Regions from separate parts of the Mus musculus genome. Here all the other regions are linked to region 3. A link is a contact called in public promoter capture Hi-C data. All regions are on one chromosome and are shown on one strand. Each heading gives the region's core, a stretch centred on a gene start, on an enhancer-like site or on the middle of the called end of the contact. The rest is flanking DNA. Distances are from core to core; before and after follow the strand shown. Region 1 holds the start of Tram2 (translocating chain-associating membrane protein 2). Region 2 holds the start of Tmem14a (transmembrane protein 14A). Region 3 holds the start of Kcnq5 (potassium voltage-gated channel, subfamily Q, member 5).

What was found. Promoter capture Hi-C pulls out the DNA fragments that hold promoters and counts their contacts.
Region 1: a promoter capture Hi-C map of pre-B cells shows a contact between it and region 3, with 7 times the contacts expected there. The contact joins the promoter of Tram2 here to the promoter of Kcnq5 in region 3. A contact is called at or near these places in 5 of 39 promoter capture datasets (the C10 cell line, hippocampal neurons, liver and 2 more), 2 of 484 Hi-C or Micro-C datasets (embryonic stem cells and pre-B cells) and 3 of 115 datasets of contacts at active chromatin or transcription factors (astrocytes, extraembryonic endoderm stem cells and memory CD8 T cells).
Region 2: a contact with region 3 is called in a promoter capture Hi-C map of pre-B cells, with 3 times the contacts expected there. The contact joins the promoter of Tmem14a here to the promoter of Kcnq5 in region 3. A contact is called at or near these places in 3 of 39 promoter capture datasets (cranial neural crest, hippocampal neurons and pre-B cells), 18 of 484 Hi-C or Micro-C datasets (the Ba/F3 cell line, CD4 T cells, CD8 T cells and 10 more), 3 of 115 datasets of contacts at active chromatin or transcription factors (astrocytes, extraembryonic endoderm stem cells and memory CD8 T cells) and 1 of 9 other capture datasets (liver).

What each region holds. Positions count from the first base shown.
Region 1 is chr1:21,077,933-21,081,246 of GRCm38.p6, reverse strand. It overlaps Tram2 (translocating chain-associating membrane protein 2), which reads left to right and starts at 2,022. Exons shown (of 11, transcript NM_177409.3): 1 at 2,022-2,253. The coding sequence starts at 2,134.
Region 2 is chr1:21,216,468-21,220,176 of GRCm38.p6, reverse strand. It overlaps Tmem14a (transmembrane protein 14A), which reads right to left and starts at 1,602. Exons shown (of 5, transcript NM_029398.3): 1 at 1,288-1,602. The region is part of intron 1 of Gm28836 (a long non-coding RNA gene); the gene reads left to right.
Region 3 is chr1:21,959,968-21,963,388 of GRCm38.p6, reverse strand. Kcnq5 (potassium voltage-gated channel, subfamily Q, member 5) reads left to right here and starts at 1,447. Exons shown (of 14, transcript NM_023872.3): 1 at 1,447-2,208. The coding sequence starts at 1,808.

The sequences.
Region 1 (3,314 bases), core at 773-3,272, 880 kb after region 3:
TTTACAGGACTCTGTGGCTGAGTGAATAAGAAAGGCTGGGAATGGGCTTGCAAAACTCCTGCAAAATGCAGGATGCTGTCAATTCTTAGTATTAAGAGTGTGTATTGCAAGCACTGGGAAGTGTTTAACCCATTGTTTGTATTAAAGATGGCCTGGGCAACCTGGACTTAGAAATGGCTGTGATGGCTGAAGGAAGCTTTTGGTGCTCCCTCGGCAGTTGTCAATGTGATGCACCATCAAACATACATCTTAGAATCTTGTGTCTTATTGTTCAACTATTCTGCAAAGGGAAGAGCTATCAGCTGCAAGAGCAATGTCTAAAACATCTCTGCTTTTTCGACTGTTTTATTTATAAATGGGAGGGGTGGTGAGTTCTACTGTTTCCCATGGATTTTGGCCTCAAGTATTAAACGTTAGATTGACACCATTACATATGCGAAGGAAATTCCCACAAATCATTGACCATTAGAACATTTGTACATTGAGAGTCAAGGTGCTCCAGAGTTCTTTACAAGGCTAGGTCCGAATTTCAGAAGAGTCTTGATTGGGGAGACAGCGTAGTGAGTGATAGTCCATGCTGTGCAAATACTAGGACCTGACTTGGAATCCGCAGAACCCATGTAAAAGTTGGCCACAAGGGGCATTTCTACTGGGAGATGGGAGGAGCTAGAGGAGCAGCTAGCCTGGCCTACCTAGTGGAAAAGTCAACACAAAGAGAGACCTTGGAACAAACCAGGTGGAAGGTGAGGCCTGACACCGGAGGTCACTGGGGCGAAAATACATAAATATGTGAGCTCATGCATGTGCAGCCCCTATATGTCATAAACTGTACGCACGTGCACGCACGCACGCACGCACCGGTCTTAACTTTAAACAAAGGTTAGTCCAATATAGGCATTAATGCCCCCCGCCCCGCCCGTGGAGTTAGAAGCCCTAGGGCTGTCTGTTAAATAGTGCACAGTTTAGAATACAGGAGATAAATTTCTTTAAGGAACTTCATTCAGTTCTAGTTACCTTCAGACTGCTATTTTTGCAAACTCGTAACCGTGAAACTAATTTTAAAAAAAGAAAAGAAATTAAACAGTCCTCTGTTCATTTTGCATTTCTGTACATTTAGAAGCGATTATTTGTTCCTTCATTACTGGCAGGATTAAATCCAATATTTGCTAGTATAATTTATTTTAAAAGACCTTTTGTCCTTCCGGAAGTAATTTTGAAACTTAATATTAAATGGAAACGTTGGGTGAGGATCTTTTTTTTTTTTTTTTTTTTTTTTTATTTCTTCAGTGTTTATTCTTCCACTTCTGATCAATTAATATTGAAGGTAGTGAGCCCTGAAAAACCAATTCTGGGCAGTACCTGGCCTTTTAAGTGAAGGAGTAAAACGCGGGGTACCTGCACGCCCTTGCAAAGTAGGCTCTACTAAGGCAAGGCCTTGGGGTAGCTGCTGAAGGTTCTGAGAGGTTGAACCTACACTGTGCAATCCTTCAGACACAGGAGTAGCCATGCATTCATTTAAGATCCAGCGCAGGGCTGGGGCCAGTCCACAGGCCGGCACGAAGCTTCCCGCCCCGGGCCCTTCCTGCAGAGGAAGAAGCTGGGCGCTAGGAGTGGGATCCCGGCCCACTTCCTGTCCAGCAGCTCGGGAGCCGCTTCCTCTCAAAGCCGGAGGACAGGGCTTCCATTCCCGCGTCTCAGCGAGGTTCACGGAAGAGTGTACCCCCGGTGGAAGCCGCAAGCACCGGTAGCGAGCGCGGCACAAGGGTTAGGCGCGCCGGGCTCGCCCAGGAGGCGTGGCCGGTGGCGCTGGCCAAAGGGCTTGAGGGCGGGGCGGATGGAGGAAGGGGGTGTGGCCAGAGGCGCGCGCCTTTGCGGCCTGGGGGCGGGGCGGACGGAGGAAGGGGGTGTGGCTAGAGGCCCGCGCCTGTGCAGCCGCTGCGGGGCGAGGGCTGTGGCCGGGGGCGGTTCCGGGCGGCAGGCCGGGGCGGGGCGGGCAGAGGAAGGGGGCGGGGCCCGAAGTTGTTCCGCGCTGGGCTGCGGGGCTGGCGTGCGGACCGGGCCGGGCCGGAGAAGTTTTCGCTGGGGCTGCTGAGCGAGGGTGCGGGCCCCCGCAGGCGGTGAACGCCCGCTGCCATGGCTTTCCGTAGGAGGACGAAAAGTTACCCGCTCTTCAGCCAGGAGTTCATCATCCACAACCATGCAGACATCGGTTTCTGCTTGGTGCTCTGCGTCCTCATCGGGCTTATGTTCGAGGTGAGTAGAGCGGGGAGGGGGTGCTGCAGGGGTTGGCGGTCCTAACTCCCGTCCTCCGAGGCGCAGACAGGGATTCCCGGACCTCATCTGGGCTGGAGCGCGCCCGGCTGGGATGTCCCGCACGTTATCTGCACCTCTGGCTTTGTGCACTGTATCCACTCTGGCCTGGACCTAAGAGAGTCCAGACAGCACCCCTAACTCCTAGCTGTGCGGGCCGTGCCATGCTCTGTCGCCCCCCTTGGACACCCACCACATCCTACAACTCTATCTGAATCTCAGAAACCCATACCTGGCCTCGAACCAATTGCAGAGCTGCCTTCCTGGCCCTATGGTTGGGGTTTCCTTTCTGGCGACTTGGTGCCAATGTGGGAAACTCCTAGACCAGCTGTAATTGCACAATCCCCCCTCCTTCTCTCTAGTGGGGGCCTCCAGATCTTCTAGGCTTTTCTAGTGGAAGGGACCCTAACCCTCTCCACCTCTCTTGTGGCTTTCTGGAAGTTCTTCATCCTAACCTCTGGAGCTTGCTCCAGGTGTTCACATGTGGCCCTGGCTCCATCCCAGAGGGACCTTCTGCTACCAACCTCTCTTTAAATATGACCTAAAGGGCTAGTTTTAAGATATCCTTTGGCACTTTGAACTGTTCCTGTAGATCTGTGTGAACTGGACCCAGAGCCTCATCCCCTTTGCAGGAGCCAGTAGAGGGATACTCTCTGTGAAAGGTGATTTCCTAGTCGCTGCAGGGATGTGGGGTGGGAACAGAGAAAGGGATCCTGGATTCAGCACTGTGCTGGTGTAGGCCTCAGAGCTGTCTGTGTAAACCACTAAGGGGTCAGAATCCGAGGTCCCTACTCCAGAGTGCTGCAAAACGGTGATATTGAAAAGTGGGAAGGACTTACTATAGTATATATTGTCTCCAGAGCACCATAGGTAATAGGTGACAGTCCCATGGCTTGGGTCGCCTGGTCTTGAGAACACTCATTCCTATCCTCTCTTCTGTGTAAGTTTCCTGATCTGCATTCTACAGGGTAGTAAGAAGGTGCACCATTTAAGAGTTACTTGTC
Region 2 (3,709 bases), core at 353-2,852, 740 kb after region 3:
GTGTGTGTGTGTGTGTGTGTAAGCACGAGAGCATGTTTGTGTGTGCACATACACATATATTTGAACTATTCACTGATGTGCCTAATAGTCAAGAAGACATACTTTTTTAAAAATCCAAAGCTAATAGCACAGATTATTCGTCACTGGATAGTAACGTGGATTCTAATTTTTCTTCTAAGCTAACTTAAAATATGAAAAGTGAGTTCACCTTCTTGAGTCCCCCAACTGATCGTGTGACCCTGTTTCAATAAGAGATAAATTCCTTTAATTTCCTGCTTGAGATTCGTTGCCTGTCAGATTCTTTTTCTCTGCCAGCCAAGCTCAAGTAGGGCAAACCCACACTAGTTCATCCATTGCTGACCTGCACACAGCTCCAAGCGCACTGCCCTGAGAGAATGAGTGGGTGGCTCCAATACACAGCCTGTGTGGAAGTTATCCAGTGGCTGGCCACCCCCCCAACCCACACCCACACCCCCACTGCCTCACCATCCTTGGCTACATTGTCAGGAATCCCACAATTCCTGCGTCTCCACAGAGAACTGAGTTTAGTTCTATAGAAGGGTAAAATTAATCCATTGCCAACAATTGCTTACTGTGAAAACTTACACAAGTCAGTTATCTTGCTGGCTTCTTCTGGAAAGCAAAGGACACTTGCCTCCCCGCACCTGCTTCCCAAACCCCAAAGGGTGTAAGAACTTGAAAGTTGTGGAATGTGGCTGGAAGAGGGAGGCATGTTCACTGCATGTTCATGCAACAGACAGAGGCTAGGTGCTGATATAGGACTGGAAAACGTCCTGGATGCAATGCAACAAAATTATTCACTGCTTAGCATAGGAAACTGAAAATCCCTCCGCAGCCCCACCATCTCAGGTCCTCCTGAATCTTCTCCACCCACTAAGATATCTGTAAATAAGTATGCACAAAGCATTTTCACATAAAAATAAACTAATTACCTATGATCTAAGTGGGCATGAGAGCCATTTTTGAAGCAAGTCTTGGTTGAACTTTACCTACCACCACGCCTCACCTCTGGGAAGGTAAAGAGTAAGACAGATGCGATATTTAGGGCCCCCAGGAAAGCAGAAATTCAGGAAATTGGAAGGATGAGCCAGAAAAGATCTGTGGGAGGGCAGATGCCATTCCCTCCCTCCCTCCCCAGGTCGTCTGAACTGTTTTCTGCTGTGAAGATCGAGGGACTGAAGGAGAGGGCGGATGCTCAGCAAAGAACGGTTTATTCTCATGCCTTTGCATGAAAAGTTTCTTTTAAGGGATGGATGCACAGCTCACCTGCACCCTTGAGCACTTGCTGCAGCTGGTGAAAGCGGAAAAAGCGCAAGAGTAGTCCCTCAATCCGGAAGCAGTTCTGCGCAGGCGCACTGCCTAGCTGCGACCCGCCTTAGAGAGCAGAGTGCACAGAGCTGAGTCCTCTCTGGAGCTGGTTCGTGCGTTGTAGAGTCCTGGATCCCAAGTTCTTCTACTGTCCTCGGCCTGGGAGTGGGGTGCAGCTCTGGGCCAGCAGAGGCCAAGACCCTGGGAAGTGAAGTCGCTTCCCCACCCGGCTGTGTAGGCCCCGAGAGCGCAGGGTTGGAGTCTGCTTCCCCCTGCCGGCCGGGATGATGCTTGCAGAGGGACTCCTTGGTTTAGCTAGGATCCCCCTACATCGTCATAAGAATTTTAGGAAGGTAAACAACATATACATAGTCTACAAATTGTTTCCACTTTCAGTGGAGGTGGGGACGTTCCAGAATGCGAAGGTCTTCAGGATCAGTGAAAGTTAACCTGATTTCAAGGCATGAATGCCGGTAGGTAGATAAGGGCATAGATAGCCTCCTGATCTTTTACTCTTTTACTCTGTGGGATCAAGGTATCCAGGTTTAGATGATCAGGAGGTGTGGCACATAACGCCACAGTTGGAAAGAATTTTGAGTCCTGCAAGGCTAGGGGAATCAGTTTCCAGAAAATCTCCTTACACTGACATTAAATTGTGTCTCTTGGTAAATTCTCATGCGACTCCAGTTGGGCTTTCTAGGATGGAAATAGTAATTAGGATGAACACTGTGCCCTCCCTTATACAACAGCAATCAAGGTATTCAGGAAAGCTCCAGAATTCTCGGAGGTGAGGAGTAATAGAATTACCTCAAAGACATATACATTAATTATATACATTAAACAGGTGGCATTTGTTTGTTGATCCTACACACCACACCACACACACACACACACACACACACACACACACACATTTGGAGAAGTAATGTGACTGCTTTTGAGAACTGGGAAATCTATACTGCTCCTAGAGAATTAATCAGACCCTGGAAGTGTCGCAGGGGCGCTGACATAGGGCTATGGAGTGACACGGAGCTATGGAGTTAGTCCCATCCTAAAGTTTGCTTTCAGATTCTCCTGGTTCTCTCTTCTTCCCACATCCTGATTGTGCACACGTGGCCTAGCTATCTCTGTCTCTGTCTCTCTCTGTCTGTCTCTCTCCCTTCCCCCCCCCTCCTCAGATTCAGAACTCTTTCCTACTCAAAGTCTAAAAATAATATGAAAACCCTCTTGGAAAGCTTTATTATTTCCATGGCATGCTTGGGTAAATGATGGCTCCTTTACTCACAGTGGATTTAGAGTTTGGTCTTTGTTGTTGTTCTGTTGGTCTGAAAGTTGGAGCACAGTCCTTCTTGTGCAGTCTGTTGCACTTAAACACCCCTCATACCATCAGCCCCGGCAGCAGATTAAGATATGGCTCAGAATAGACACTCAGAGATTCTCCTACTAAAGTACCAGAAGATGAAGCCGCCACAACATGCTCCTATTCAGTGATTCTAAATGAACCCCAGAGAACATCTCTCTGTAGGGCATTTGGGATTCCACACTGTCAGATATGTGGAACAGGACTGCTCTTAGGTAGAGGGAACTTGTCACCTGAGCTCAAGCCATCAGCTGCCACCTGCTCGAGTGGAAGCCAAGGGTGGAGCTGAGGATGAGGGTGCAGTGAAACCTTCGGCCTTTGCCAACCTGTAAGACTGTCTACCTACGATCCATGGTGACAGAGACACAATTCCCTGTGGCCTCAGCACCTCTGCCAACTTGTAAGACTGTGTGATAGTTAGAGTGAAAATGGCCCCTAAATGCTCATAGCAGTGGCACTATTAGGAGGTGTCCCCTTGTTTCATGAAGTATGTCACCGGGAGTGGGCTCTGTCTCTTGGCCTTGAGATGCTCGAGCCAGGCCCAATGTCACCCTTTCTTCCTGATGTCTGTACTTCCTAATATATAACCCTCAGATCCCCAAGTGTCTGCCTTCATGCCACCATTTTTCCTGACATGATGACAATAGGCTAAATCACGGAACCATAAGCCAGCCCCAATTAAGTGTTTTTTTCTTTATAAGAGTTGCTGTGGTCATGTCTCATCGTGGCAATAAAAACCCCAACTAAGACAGACTTTTTGTCCATATTTCGTAGTAACAGAGATGCACAATTCAGTATGGCCTAGAGCCTTTGGCATGCCGGAGAAATACATAAAATCTCAAAGGAAGCTCGGTTAATAAATATCCTGAAGAGTAAATGGTCTTGAGTTATGTCTATCAGCATAACTTCAGAATTGTGTCACATGTAAGTACTGTCATGAACTGTCTGTAATGGGACTGTGTGTGGTCCCCCATGATAGGAGACACACAGCAGTGCTACTGTGGATTGATGTGTATTTCC
Region 3 (3,421 bases), core at 198-2,697:
AGCAGGGCACGGAGCAACCTCTCTAGCACCTCCACGGTGTGTGGGTGTGAAGTGTATTAGAGGAAAGCAGGAGTGACTCTGAGTGTTGATGCTTGGCTCACACGTGGTACTGCTGCCAGCTGCACAGCGCTAGGGGTTAGTAGTGCCTACTGCCCAGAGGTTTGAAGGGAAACAAGGTCTTGCTGAGTAAGAACCAGGAAGAGGTCTTCACAAAACAATAACGATAAAAATAAAAGTAAAACTCTTAGCTGACGTTCTGACTGTAGAAAGCAGCTGTCTGTGGGCGTGGGTGTATGCACGGGGTGTATGTGTGGGTGTGTTGGTAGAGTATTATCTGCTATGGGTGAGACAACCAAGATAAGATTTTTGCCTTAGTGTTGGCTGGTATTCATGGAAGTGAAAAAAGGCTCAGGGATGGCCACTTTGCTACTGACTACCATGACTTTGTGTTGAAAGCATAGTTCAGTTGAACTTGGCGATTATTACTTTTTTTTTTTTAAATATTTGGGAGGAAGGCTGCTCTATTAGAAGGAGTTCCCAATCCTGGTGTCCTCTCAGTTTCCCCATCGCTGAATCTGTTGTTTAATTGCTAACAATATTTTTGAAAGGCGGAGTTCTGAGCCAGCAGCACCATAATCTCACTCTCATCCAAGAGAAGAGATGGGCTTTGGGGCGCCCATTTTCCAGAGGTGGTGGGGGATGCAGTCAGTGGTTCCCTTTTCTCTAACATTGTAAGTTACAGCATCCTGTCTGAGAGGCAGGTCCTGGACTCACTATCCTCCATGATCCCTCTCGAACTCCCTGGGGACGCCACAGTCGCGGCGGAGATTTAAGCAGTTTTATGACTTTCTTTCACTTACATGGAAATTTCTGGAAGGAGAGAAGTGGGCTCCTTTTCCCAGGCTGCTCTGTCAGGAGGAGCTCCCTCACCACGAAGGAGCTACTTTGGAGTTTTACGCCCTCCCCACACCCCACCCCTGGGGATGGGAAGGATGTTCTGCGACTCGCAGGCTTGTTGTCTGAGGCTAGGATGGAAAGTCACAGCCTGCAGGCTGGATTGAGTCGCGGGAAGCTGCTGGGTCCCTGCCTGGCTCTCTCCGGGTGTGTCCATTGAACTGCGGTGGGCTGGTCCCCAGCGCGGGAACCCAAGCGCCACTGCCAGAAGCTTAGCCCCCGCTGGCTCGCTCCTAGGCTAGCCAAAACCTGGAGGGTAGGACAGAACCTTTCCTGCCCACACCCATCACCCGAGGATGGCAGGACCAGGCGCGGCATAGCAGCGGGAGAAGCCCAGAGACCCGCTCGTCCAGTTTATTCAAGAGGCAGACTTCGCCCTCCGGACAGCTCCGAGTCCCAGGAAGAACCGAACCAAACTCATCCTGGGAGACCGACTTAGGGTCAAGCCGGTATTCTGCCGGGGTGCAGGGGACAGACAGACTCGAACCCTGCTGGGTGTGCACGCGTGCGAGCGTGCCTCCGGGCATCCCGCACACCCTCAGTCCCGTGTGCCGACACTCCTCGGGGAGGAGGGAGTGGCAGCCACCAGACTAAAGGAAAGCGAGGGACACCTCACAAAGTGACGCCCCCAACAGGTCCGGATTTGGAATTGGAAGCGGCAGAAATCCGGACCTCCCCGGGCCTGCTCCGCACACCCCGCCGCCCCCGCCCGGAGCCCCGACTCTAGGCTAGTCCGCCCCCCCGGGGCGCCCCGTCGGCTGCGGGTTTCCTCCTGCAGACCTGCCCGCGCACATGAAGCCGCTGCCCCCGCCGCAGGCGCCAGCGCCCCCCTCGCGGTGCCCGTGGTGATGCCATGCCCCGCCACCACGCGGGAGGAGAGGAGGGCGGTGCCGCCGGGCTCTGGGTGAGGAGCGGCGCGGCGGCGGCGGCAGGCGCGGGTGGGGGGCGCCCGGGCAGCGGCATGAAGGATGTGGAGTCCGGCCGCGGCAGGGTGCTGCTGAACTCGGCGGCCGCCAGGGGCGACGGCCTGCTGTTGCTCGGCACCCGCGCGGCGGCGCTCGGCGGAGGCGGCGGCGGCTTGAGAGAGAGCCGCCGGGGCAAGCAGGGGGCCCGAATGAGCCTGCTGGGGAAGCCGCTCTCCTACACCAGCAGCCAGAGCTGTCGGCGCAACGTCAAGTACCGGCGGGTGCAGAACTATCTGTACAACGTGCTGGAGCGACCCCGCGGCTGGGCGTTCGTCTACCACGCGTTCGTGTGAGTACCCGCGCCCCCACTTCCGACCCCGTGTGCCCCTAGCCATGCCCTCTGTTGGGGAGCCCCGGGGCGCACTTGGCGCCCGCGCCCTGGCCTTAGGCGCGGAAACGCGTGCGCGCTCACACGCAGAGCTACACACACGTGGTGGTTTTTATTTCTTTGCACGTGTTGCCATCGGCCCTCTGGAGCCCTCAATCTCTCTCGTCCCACCTCTCGCTCTGGTTCACATAGAGCCCTTTTGCCCCAAAGCACCCAAGGGACTAACGGGTCAGTTCCAGGTACCTGGGTGATTGAAGGCAGAAGCCGGACTTAGGCGACTCAGATAATCGGGAGCGATTAGGTCCTGATATGCGGAAAGTTAACTGAGTGGGGCGCCCAGGAGCTGGGGATAGCTCCGGGAGGTTGTGCACCATCCCGAGACTGGAGAGACTGGGAGGGCATGACCGGGTGGGATGGAGTGGCGAGGAGAAGGTTAAGAGTGGGTCCACAGTCAGCTCTGGGGTCAAGCAGAGGAAGCTGCTACGTGATGGAGAGAGAGAGAGACTAGGTTGTAAGCGCGCCCGGAAACACGCCTGGCCACCATCACAGCTGTCATCAACGGAAAATCTGTCAGTGCACGTAGTAGTCATTGCCACATAGAGGTGGTCAGAGTCTAGAGGGCTACCCAAGCTCTGTGGCAGGCAGTGCCAGCTGAAAGTGGAGAACTGGGGTTCAGGAACATGGCCAGAGGTGCTGTAGTGGAAATGCACAGGGGCCAGCTGTGACCTGAAGCAAGCAGTGTGTTTAGTTGACACTTATGGCGCCGAGATAAAGTGTGTGTGTGTGTGTGTGTGTGTGTGTGTGTGTGTGTGTGTGTGTGTGTGTTGACTAAGCCCTCACCATCTAGCAGAGTATGCGAGAATGAAAATGAGAAAATGGTTGGAAGCAAATGTTTATTTTTCCCTTAGGCATTAGAAAGCTTTCCGTGGCTTTGAAGTTTACTACTGTTTTGCCCGACGTCCATTCATTCAATCTCCTGTTAGAGTTAGGTGAATCTGGACGACAACTTAAGGTTGTTTTCATGTCTATACACCCTGTCTAATTTAATCTTTTTAGAGGAAGCCCCGCCTCTTCTTGCCCCGTCTCTGCCCCCTCCTTCTTTATGTTAAGATGAAGTACAAACATATTAGCCTTAGAAGACCTCCAGAGAAAGCTGCAGGCACATACTGATTGA